Regions from separate parts of the Sus scrofa genome. Here region 2 is linked to region 1. A link is a contact called in public Hi-C data. All regions are on one chromosome and are shown on one strand. Each heading gives the region's core, a stretch centred on a gene start, on an enhancer-like site or on the middle of the called end of the contact. The rest is flanking DNA. Distances are from core to core; before and after follow the strand shown. Region 1 holds the start of ETV5 (ets variant 5). Region 2 holds the start of TBCCD1 (TBCC domain containing 1).

The links. Hi-C and Micro-C count contacts between places; a contact is called where the count stands out from the background.
Region 2: a contact with region 1 is called in a Hi-C map of skeletal muscle, with 4 times the contacts expected there. The contact joins the promoter of TBCCD1 here to the promoter of ETV5 in region 1. A contact is called at or near these places in 3 of 47 Hi-C or Micro-C datasets (heart right ventricle, liver and skeletal muscle).

The regions. Positions count from the first base shown.
Region 1 is chr13:123,927,593-123,933,902 of Sscrofa11.1, forward strand. ETV5 (ets variant 5) reads right to left here and starts at 2,565. Exons shown (of 13, transcript NM_001243025.1): 1 at 2,418-2,565.
Region 2 is chr13:124,383,976-124,389,736 of Sscrofa11.1, forward strand. TBCCD1 (TBCC domain containing 1) reads right to left here and starts at 3,843. Exons shown (of 7, transcript NM_001243469.1): 1 at 3,785-3,843; 2 at 811-1,189. The coding sequence starts at 1,146. It also overlaps a transcript of DNAJB11 not described here.

The DNA.
Region 1 (6,310 bases), core at 1,315-3,814:
TGCATAAAACTAAATTCCACTGCACATATTTTAAATGCATCTCTACCACAGCTCTTTAAAACGCATTAAAAGCAAAAGATCCATGGAAAGAAAATTCAGTTTATTATAGTGAAGTCAATTTTTCTCCAACATGACAAAAAAAATAAATAAACTTGTTTCAGCACTTGTCAGGCATTGGGGCTGGGAAGAGAGGTTGGAGGTCAAAATGGAGAGGAGGGAACTTTTTCTAATTTGAGATGAATAAAGTAACAATTTTAGGAAGGTGCCATTTTCCTGAACACTTTGTTGTATTCTTCAAACAAAAACAGTTAAGTCAACAAAATGGGGGAAACGTTAATTTCATACAGCCTAGCTCTAAGCAGTGCCACACATTTAAAGATAAGTCTTTTATTTAACTCATATACAAATCTTAAATAGGGAACATTTTCTCAGTGGGCAATTCCATCCAATTTGTTTTTCACACTGTGTGAAGCATATCAAATTTTTGTAAGTTAGCAAGATACAAGGAAACGCTTCACGGCCAGCCTCCTCTCAGCACTTTGATCCAAGTAATAAGATATTTTCAAAGTCGAAGAGAAAAAGGAAAAGGAGCAAAACTGCGCACAGTTCATAACTTCCTAGAAAAACACTCTGGCTAGCCTGCCTGCCTGCCTTCCAAACAGCGCTAAAACGTTCAGGATAGAGCTTCTTTCCCAAATGTCAACAACCCGTAAACAGAATCTGAGTTGAGGGGCAAGAAAAGGAGTTCCTTGTAGCCTTCAAAAATCTGTCCGATTAAATAAATCGTGGCCTTAGAAATTCTGTAAATGTCTATTGGGAGAAGGCGACAACGGGTAGGAGATCGGAGGGGGAGATCTTTTCAGAGTCTACCAATGGAATGCGTTGCAAAACTACTTCACTATGAAGGAAAAAAAAAATCTTTTAAAAAATTAAATGAAAGAAAGTAGGTGCCAGAAGCGCATCCAAAAGAGGCATCGAGGGTCTTTAAAGCAACTCTCAAAGTTCAAGGGCTAGAAAAATTTTGTTCAAAGTATAAATTAAAAAAAAAAAAAAGCCTGAAGGGAAGGCTCGAATTCATCCAGGAGTATAAACCACTTCCTTTGTGCTCCCCCCCCCCCCCACACACACACCACGCCTGGTGCCCCCAGGAAAAACTTTAACACAACGCAGCGGTCCGATCGAGGCCCCTCCCCCGCGGCGCGCAGCGGGCCCGGTTTTATGAATGGGAGAGCGAGCCGCAGCCGCCACATCAGGTAAAGGCTGTAACTGGATCCCTAGCACTGGGCCCCATTCACAAAACAAGACACACTTCCACCCAATTCCCAGCCTTCTCCATTCATGAAAACTCCTTTGGATGCGCCCCCGCCCCCACTCCCAACGCACGCCCTGCCTCCGACGCAGGCCCCTCACCCCAGCGTTTTAGGAGGAAAGCTCAATGCTTCATTCACAAAAAAGCAAAGAAAAAAAGCCGCAGGGAGCTGCGAGCCAACGAAAGAAACCCGCTTCATTCATAAAGTCACCCACATTCATAAAAACGAGCTGCGGCGCCGGGCGCTACCAACAGCCTCCAATCCCCCCCTCCCCACCCCCGCTAGAAAAACCTTCCAAACATCTCTCTTTGGTACCCCTTTTCAATTAAGAGTTCAGTTTCCCCCAGAGGTCTCCTCCCCTCTGAAAATGCGGTCAGATCCCTAATCCAGCGCGAGGAGGCTCCGGCATCTCTCCATCCCCCTCCGCATTTTTTTTTTTTTTCCTTCTTTTCCACCATCCCCAGGCCGCGGTTCTGATGCTCCCCGATTTCTCGAGAATCGCCGTGCAGCCTGACGCCCTTGGTCTGCTGGGGTGGGAGTGGGGGACTGGTGTCCACTTTCCACAACCTGAAACTTGCAAGGCCTGCCTAAGTTCCCGGCCGACCCCAAATCTCGCAGGCTGCACATGTCACTTAACCTCTCCTGGTACTGGGGTGGGGGTGCATCACCTCTCAAACATTCGCCCAAAGCTGCTTTAGGTCCCCTCCTCACTGCAAACCTCTGCCGAGTACCTCTTCTCCAGAGCCCCCAAGTCCTCTCCGGACTCTCAGATCTCCAGAGATGGTAAAGCCGGCAACTCGGCGCCCCTCCATCCCCACCCGGGAGCCCCCGCACCTCGCGCTCCCGCGCGCCTCCCCCGCGACGTGCGGAAACCCGCTCTCTGCGCGCTCCGGAACCGTTAGCCGCCTCCGCTCGACGCCTCTCAGGAACCGGACCGGACCGGGCCGCAAGAGGAGGGGGCGGTCAGCCCTGGAAGGGAGGGGGCTCAGCCACCACAGAAAGTGCACCCCGACTTTGAGGATTCTGAATTAGCCAGTGAACTCTCGCCCGCTGGGCCCTTCCAAGACACCCGCTCCAAAAACCCTCTGTCCCTCGACGCCCCCTCACCTGAGGCGGTGGCTCTCCTCCCCTTGCAGCGGCCCCGGGGCGCAGGCGCGCTCACGCACGCGCGCACCGGGCCTGGGTGCCTAGGCGAATGGCTGGGCCGCACCGCTCCGGAGACGATAAACCGCTCCGCGCACCAGCGGCTGGACTCTGCGCTGCAGCTGCCAACCAGGCTGGAGCGCTGGCCCGGCCCCCAGCGGCCCGCCGCTCTGCCCACCGCCATTGGCCCGCGGCTGTAGCCCAGCCGTTTTCCCATTGGCCCGAGGCCGCTCCAGCGGCTGCCCATCACCTCTTGTTTACCCTGTCTGCGGGCAAATCCAGCCAAGCCGCCCCATCAACTCTGGTCCTCATTGGTCAACAGCACGTCCCTCCCCACCCCCTCAGGGGTCTGTTTTACATAATTTATGCATCTGGGGCCCATTGGCCAATCAGCACAGGCTTGTTTATATAATGAATGTAAGGACGTTTTTCATTCATAAAAAACGCGACCTGAGGGGGAAGCTTAGCTGAGTCAGTGAAGCACTTAAAGGGGCCGAGGGCCTCTAAGAGCCGCCTTTACTTCTCTCCTTGCAGCTCTCCCAACTTTTCACCGAAGCTTGGCTCTTTCCCCTTCCTCATTCACCCTTACTTCTTCCCCACCCCCACTCCCAGCCCTCCCAGCAACACCACTGCCGGGATTGGGCCGCTGAGCCCCGGTCGTTCGCAGCTGCAGCACCAAGAGAAGTTATCATTTTAGAATTCAGGCGAGAGGAATCTGTCATTCCACCCGGAGAGAAACTCGCTGACCGACCTGGGCGTTCGGCCCATAGAAACACAGAAAACGGAAACCGAGCCCTCTAATCTTAGTTACCTTTAAGAGAGGCCTTAATTTCCTTTAACTAGGTTTCCAGTGGGGGAAGAAAAAGCAGTATCTCCCTTTAAAATCTGAGCTCTCAAACAGCTTTTAGGTACTATTTTATACTGGCAGGCCCAAGGCCCAACCAAATCCTGTTTTCTCCCCATGCTTAATTGCAGTTTATAACCGCCAGAGTGGGTTTTGGATCCGGGATGTGAGAGGGTCGGCACTCAAAGAAATCCTCTCTGGGGAGGACACCAACCGGTCCGCCGACCTAGAAACATAAATCCCTCCGAAGCGGGCTTGCAGAGTTAGATCGCCTGCTTGTTTTCCATTTAAGTGTTGAATGCAAGATGGTGCATTTGCGAATTAGATCCCGTGCAGCTGGGAACGAGGAGAAGCTACTCTTCTTGCCAAACGACCGGGCACTAACTGCAATTGCTCAGATTCTTAACAGGGTGTTCCAGGAAACAAGCAATCCTCTCCCCTCTCCGCCCCCTCTGCCCCCTTCTGCGAAGGCCGTGGGATGACTCTCTGCTCTCCCCCAGGATATTGGGACTTGCGAAGGAGCTCTTCTGTTCTCATTCTGCTGGTGTGCCCTGCCATTCACCTCGTGCGCCAGCGGTGGGGGGAGGAGAGAGCCCCTAGTAAAGACTGGCCCTGCCGACACTGGGGCTGCCTCCTACCACCACCGTGGGGAATGCAGTGTGGATTTTTTAAAGAAAAAAAAAATTTAGGTCAAAATTTGCCCACCTTTTTCTGCTTCCACTTATGGGCTCTCAGTCATTTATAGCCCAAGAAATTTTGGACTTCATGGAAGGAAACCTGGAGTTCCTAGATGCAGCACTGACCAGGCATGAACAATAGAGTGGGTGGGTGGGAAAGTGCTCTGAACCTTTAGCAAGCAGTTCCACGTTATGGAATTTCCTAGGAGAGCATTTTGCTACCCACACCAGCTCCAGTGGAGTTTTCCGTTAGTGCCTCTCTCCTTTCCCCAGGCAGCACCATTTCTCTTTGGTGGCTGGAGCACAGTCCTTAGACGAGTGCTCCCAGTGTGTTGCTGACATCCCTGAGGGGCTGTCTCTCTTGCTGGACTCAGGGCCCAGGTTGGGTCCCCAATTCTCCTCCGTGGTTGACTGCCCCAACTCATCCCGTCTCATCCTGCTCTCATATCTAGTTTCTCCAGAAGAGCTTTTGGATTCCACTTAAATCTGCCCTCAGGCCCTGGTGGCGGGAAGACCTGCAGCCCATGGGGCCACATGTCCTTCACCGTATGAACCATAGCCCATCAGTCACACTGGCTACAGGGAAACAGTGCAGGACACTTCGCAGTGACTTCTTCCACAGGGTTGGCTTTGAGGCCTCTCATGTGATTGTCTGATCTTTGCCTCAAACCAAGGCTCTCCATCCCACCTTGGGAAGAGCAGTGGGGTATTTCTGGATTAAGCTGTGATAAATGGCGGCCAAGTTAGGAGCAGGGGAGGAATCGGGGGATGGGTTTTTATAGGAAGATTGTCACACACACGAGATCATGGAGGAATTTACACCAGAGTAGAGCTTTTACCAATTATTTAGTCATTCAGTAAACATTTATTTTGTACCCAATACTCAGCCAAACCCTGTGCTCAGCAAAAAGGTTAGAGATGAATGAGATTCAGCCTTTGTCTTGAAGGAGCCCACAATCTCTTGTACACATTCAGCAGCTGAAGTTCACTAACTTCTTCATGCCATATACAGTTCTCCACGGGTGGTCTCATTTATTCCTCATAATAATAGTACACATCAGTTCCGGTCTATAAAGTACAGGTATTAAAGCAGAGACCAGTGGTCTTGACTGGCTAATGGTTGCACATCTTGTCATTTGCGGAGCCTGGATAAGCAGTAAGGCAGGCAGGCTCCAGAGTGCATACGAGTCAGACTCAGCATGTCCCTTTGTTGTTCGGAAAGCCACCAGGAAATGTCATCTGAACCCCAATGATAGAGGGTAGAACTGGTTGAAGTCCTAGGGAGGCAGATTTTTAGCTCAGTAGAGGGTTGGGAAGGACTTTGGCATGTTCGGAGTGGCCCCCAAAGGACTAGTGCTGCTGGTAATGAGTCCCCCATCACAGGAGACATTTATGCAGAAAGATTTGGTGCAGAGGGACTACTGCACTGGGCGAGATAAGTGAACTCAGAGTATTGCTCCAGCTCTAAGAATATGGCTCTGAGAAATAGGAGCTTGTGTTGAACAGGAGGTTCGGGCCCTGGACCCAGGCACCTTAGCTCTGCCGTGAGATGTGAGGGAGTAGCTCATACCTACCTTGCCAGGCTGACTCCTGGGCCCAGAGTTGGTTCCTTACTTTTAAGTGTTCATGATGTCTTTTCTCTATACCTCTTCCTTCTTTTCTCCTGCTTCTTCCTGCTCCTGTCCCCATTTCACTCTCTGTCTTCTTGAATGATCTTTGCCTTTTAAAAGGGTGAAGGGTCGGTATTTAGAAGTTCTTTGTTTAGTACATTGAGGCTTTCCTCTTAAGAACATTACTTATATTGGAGAATTTGCTCAGCCTGTGTTCTAACATACCATTCTCTCTTATCCAGGAGGGAAACAAGACTGGAAAAGATAACAAAAAGAGAGACCAGCCTTCTGGAACATTCGAATGTCAATCTAGCCTTTGTTCTCTGGCAGTAGCAAAACTCAATCACAGTAGGATAACTAGGCCCTTGTTCTTCAGTTTGCACTGTCTTCAGAGAAGCAACACGGAAGGATAGAAAAGCAAGTCCCTCATCCCCAGCCTGAAAGCTTCTGTTTCCCTTTAGAGGACTGCTTTTAAAATTTCCCCCTAAAATCCAAAAAGCAGGTTTGCACGTAAGGTGAATAACCCTGCCTTGAGCTGATCACCAAAATGGCAGTGGAAAATGCGGTGGCATCATGATATTTGTCCCTTATGTCAAGATACCTTTCCTTCTCTGTTGGAAATGTTATGGAGTGTATAGCCCTGTCTGGAGATAGAGATGAGAGGGGGAGAGGCTACGTGGCCAGGGTGTCGGTGTGTCTGTTTACATGACACTTTTCCCATTTCCC
Region 2 (5,761 bases), core at 2,593-5,092, 460 kb after region 1:
GTGACGTGAGGTAGTAACTCACTGTGGTTTCCATTTGCATTTCTTTGAACAATGCTTAAGCATCTTTTCATGTGTCTGTTGGTCATCTGTATGTATTCTTTGGAGAAATGTCTATTAAATAGCACTTTTTTACAGACCAGCTTCCCCTACTAGTCTGTGTGCTAGTGAAGTCAGAGCTGCTGTTCTAACAGTCTTTGAATCCCAGCACACAGCAGATGCTCAGTTAAAAATAGTCAGGTGCTCTGACTGTAAAATGTCAGTGGCTCATAAGCATTCAAGTACCGCAAAATAGTTTTAAGGTCCATGAAAATATTTCCCTCTTCCAATTACAGGGCTCCTCTAATAGTACTACTTTGAAAATAGATAAATAAAGATTGCTGGTAAGGATAAATTCACTAAATACTGCCAAACTGAAACCGCTAAAACATAAATGGTGCTTTGGGATCATGTGGTCATTAACCTAAAACTATACACTATACAGCTGGTATAAAAATTTAAAAGAGGAGTCCCCATTGTGGCTCAGCAGAAACGAATCCAACTAGTATCCCTGAGGATGTGGGTTCCATCCCTGGCCTTGCTCAGTGGGTTAAGGATCTGGTGTTGCCGTAAGTATGGTGTAGGTTGCAGACATGGCTCAGATCCTGAGTTGCTGTGGCATAGGCCAGCAGCTGTAGCCTGGGAACCTAGCCAAGGGTGAGGCCCTAAAAAGCAAAAAAAAAAAAAAAAAAAAAAAAAGGAAGAAGAAAGCAAAAAAATTTAAAAGAGTCTATTTCCCAAAGTAATCAAACACATATACATATACATCCATACCTGATTTCTTTGCTTTTCAACTTCATCCCCAGACATGCAGTTGGACAGAATCTCAGACCATTCCAGGCGCTCCTCTGGTGTCTTCACTGTAAGACTATCAAATATTTCAAAGTAAAGCCACGCCAGATCCTTAGCCAGCTGCAGCTTCCCACATGCAATGTGCCTCCATGTAGACCAGGACAGGCGTGGGTAGCCGCCCTCAGTGGCCCGGGTTCGCACATAGCTGGATATCTTCCTGAGATAGTGAAGACTGAACTTGGACGGAGGGGGGACCTGCAATGCGCCCACTATAAAGGGTTCTGCTTTTACCCAGAGGAGAACTCCGGACTGATCCATATTATCTCTGAGGACATCTGTGTGAAAAGGCTTCTTTGCATACCTATGAAACAAAGTTTCACACAAACCAATTCATTTACACATCTTCTTGTAAGGTGACCCCACCCTTAACCGTTTTTAAATGTACAGTGTCACTTTTAAAAGTGGATTTAGTTCAGCAAACAGAAGCAGAATAGATTTATAATATATTTGAGCAAGAAAAAAGTTGTGATAACACAGAATTGTCTCACTTGAATTGTTTGAAGCAGTTGTTTTAGGGAGCATGTGTAAATGCATGAGGTAAGAGATAGATCCCAGCTCATGACAAAGAAAAGAAGAAATGGGAAACAAGAACCATCCCATCACCAGAAATCTTGCTTAAACACTAGTCAAAATAAGAGGAGTTCCCTGGTGGTTCAGTGGGTTAAGGATCCAGCTTTGTCAATGCTGTGATGTGGGTTTGATCCGCGGCCCCAGAACTTCTGCATGCTGCAGGCATGGCCCAAAAAAAGAGAATAAAATTTCAAAGTCCAATAATTTACATATAGAGGCTGATTGATTATAAAGATTTGAACATGTTAGCTAACAATTTGAGCCCAATATGAAGCACTAGCACCAGGTGGCAGACCAGAATGCTCACATAAACACAGGCTATAAAAAAAGATCAAGAGAAGTTAAAGCATCTTTATAATGGTGAACCTCCTGTGGCTCTGGCATAGTCTATTATCCTTAATTCAGGCACAATATTTTTCTTTAATTTTTGTTTTTACAGCCGCACCTTTGGCATATGGATGTTCTTTCTAGCTAGAGGTCATTTGGAGCTGCAGCTGCAGGCCTATGCCACAGCCACAGCAGCATCAAATCCATAACCCACTGAGTGAGGCCAGGGATCAAACCCAAATCTTCATGGACACTCTTTTGGGTCCGCTAAGCCACAACAAGAAACTCAGGTACAATATTTTTAGATTTTGCTTTTGTTCATTGTTTGTTCTAACAACAACATATAATTTTCATGGAATATTTATAAAACACCTAAAAAGAAGGGAGGGAAATCATCCACAGTCCAAACACCAAGGGAAACTAGCTAATATTTTTACTGTATTTCCTATCCATGTTTTTTTTCCTACAGACTGGATGTTAGCTTTTGAATTTTCACAGTTGTGATGATACCATATATTCTGTAATACAGTTCTATATAATTTTAAAAGCTTAATAGCACTCTAAATAAATGTATTCCAGTTTATTCAATTGATCTATTTTCAGACACTTTGTAGATTTAAAATTTTTCACAAAAACGATACGCAAAATATTGACCATTGTTGATGCTGAATAATGAACACATGAGGGTATATGAACCTACTACTACCTTTACTTTTGTGTATGTTAAAATTTTCTACTCTAAAAAGTTAAATGTTTTCACTATTATAAATGATGGTATAATTACCACTTTCTGTATATTTTTTGCATTATGATTACTTTCCGGAGAAAAATTTCAGATGTGCATTTATGAAAAGAAGTAACTGACACTTCTGAAGCTCGTGACATATATTTCCATTACTTTCCAAAATGCTATCATATTGTTCCATCATTTGATCAAGGTACCATCTTCAAAACACACACCTCAGTATTAAGATCATTAAAAAAAAAAAACCTTTATATGAATGGATGAAAAATGTTTTATTCCTATCATTATGTCTTACATTTACTCTAAAAATTGTGTTTCTTTTGGGAATTACCTGTTCAAAAAATAAATGACGTCAATTGAGTGCTTGCTATATGCCGGGTAGCATTCTAAATGTTTTATGTTCTTCACCTCCTTTCATCCTCATAACTACCTACAGATAAATATGATTTTCCCTATTTTCAGAAGAGAAAACCGAGGCTTAGAAAAGTCAAGGAACTTACCCAAAGTCACATACTGGAATTGGCAGAGACCTGGATTAGAATTCAAGTTTGACTTGAGAACTGTTACTTATACAAATGTGCTTTAGGAACTCAGTTGTGGGAGAATCTAGAAAACGGGAGTGAATACAGAAGAGAATTACCAGAATGAGTGGCCTTAAATAGAAGGCCAGGTAAGGGCCAGGTGAAGGGTCATGGAACCATGAACCCAAAAGATGGGAGTGACAGGATAAATGGTAGCTGTCTTTGAACTTGGGAATGGCTTAGCGTCGCTCTTAATAATACCAGACAATGAAAGTTCTGTGAGGAAGATCTTAGGCTGCTCTGTGAAGTACTGACCTCCGCCCCTGAAGAGTGCAATCAAAGGACAGGTCCTGGAGAAGAACTCTCTATTCTAACCACCAAATTCGAGTGGGCTAAATTCGTAAACATTAAACTGGTGTTCCTTCCCTCTTCAAAAGCTCCCCTGGGATGCGCTGGGATCCAGGTTTCTCAGGCGGGGAGATGGGCGTGAGGCCCGAGCCTCCCTCCCGTGGCTTGGCCACCACTTTGGCCGCTGTCCAGGGTAGGACGCGGTCCTGGACCGGACGCCGGGTGGGCCGCCCGGGTGATCGGATTTTGAGAACTGACAAGCCCCAGCCGACTGGGTCTGTAGCGGACCCAAGACCCGGAGAACGCGAAGCTGGCCTCCCCGGCCCAAGCCTGAAACGGGACCGGCCCTCCCCGCCCTCCGTTGCGCCTAACTGCGCGCGGTTACCTGCGATGGCAGGGGCCGCTCCGCCGAACCTCTCCGTAAGCGGCCGCGCCTCGAACGCCAGACCCGCCCAGTGCCGGCTGCTCACCCACTGCGCATGCGTAAGGCACCAATGAGCTCCGGAGGACTACGTTGCTAGAGAGGCCCAGTGCTTCTTCCGCGGTCTGGGAAACTCTTGACCTCGAGTGCTGGATGCTGGAACTTGTAGCTAGATCTCATCGCTTTCTGGTGTCGCGCCTTTCAACTCAGGGTAGTTTTCTATTGCTCCACAGAGCTGTGGTCAGCCACTTAGCTGCTGGTAAGGTCAGCACGCTTTGATCAGTAATGATTATGATAATGACGGCTTACTGTGGGCGGGGCACCGATTAAAGCATCTTTACTTATTTCATCTCATTCCTAAGAGCCCTCTAAGGGAAGTACATTTGTTTTACTGATAAGGAATCTAGGACTTAGGTGAAAGTAACACTGCCAGAGACTAGCTAAGATACAGACCCAGACTCTCTGAAGCGAGAGCCCGCAAGGTTATCTCCTTAACTGTATATTAGCTTTTCCACCATGTTGCCGCCTTCAAGAAGCTTTTTGGCTTTCACCCAGCAGAAGAACATCACTTCTTCCTCTAACCTCCATTTTATGATTTCTGGCCATTTCCTGCTTTCTTAGTTCGTTTATGGCCTCTAGGCGTGGAAGGTACAAAGGTAAATAAGACCATAAGATGCAATTTAGTTTCTCTTTTTTGTGGCCTCTCTCTTCTAGAGGGCATCTTCCTGAAAGCAGTAACCTGGTCTACCTCTTACCTCTCTGTATTGTGTCTGACTCAGTGCTAGGCACTAGGATTTAGAGTAGTGAACAAACTAGATAAGGTCCTTGCTTTCTTCGAGTGTATATTTTAACAGGGAGAATAGATAATACATTAGGAAAATAAAATGGAATAATCCCATTGTGACTCAGCAGGTTAAGAACCCGACATAGTATCCGTGAGGATTGGAGTTCGACCCTTGGCCTCGTTCAGTGGTTTAAGGATCTGGTGTTGCTGCAAGCTGTGGAGTTTGGTTGCAGATGTGGCTGGGATCTGGTGTGGCTGTGGCAGTGGCTAGGCCTGCAGCTTCAGCTCTGCTTTGACCCCCTAGCCCGGGAACTTAACATATGCTGCAGGTGTGACTGTAGAAAGAAAAAAAAAACTCCAGGTATTAGTAAGTGCTACGAAATTTGGGAAAAAGGATGGATATCTAATCTGAGCTGAGGCTTGAAGAATAAGAAACCAGCACAGGAAGATCACAGTGGAAGGGATGTTTATACTCTGTGGCAGGCTCTGTTCTAAGTTGCTGTTCTAGACAGCTGTGAACAGAACAGTCCAGATTCATGCTCTCCTGAAATTGGCATTCCAGCGTGTGTTAGTAATGGGGACAGGATGAAAATAATTTTAAAAAATAGGGCAATATAAGAATAGGGACTTGGTAGGGGTTAATTTTGATTGGTTGGTCAGAGAAGTCTTCTGTGAGGTGGTAAATTTAAGCTGTTATCTGAGTTTAAAAAGGAGTCACCTATGTTAGGATCTGAGGGAAAAGCATTTTAGGCAAGAGAACAGCTAGAACAAAGCCCCTATAGGAATGAACTTGGTGTATTCAGAAGAGAGAAAGGAAAAGTGTCTTGCTGAAAGGTGGTAAGGAGTATGTACTAGGTGAGGGTACAGATCATATAAGGGTTTTGTTCTTTTTCCCCCAGGTTTATTGAGAAATGTTTCTATAAGCTAGCATAAAGAGTTGGGAGCTTACTCTAAGTGTAATGAAAAGCCATCCACAGCTTTTAAGTAGAGAAATGACATGACCTGACATGTTTGTTAAAAATCATGCAGAAAAAGGGGAGGCGGTGAGAAAAGAAGCTAAGATAACTAGGAGTGAAGGCAGGGAGACCACTTAGGAAGCCCTTGCCACATGGGAGATGATGTGAGATCACTTGGCTCAGAGATGTGGAGATGGAGAC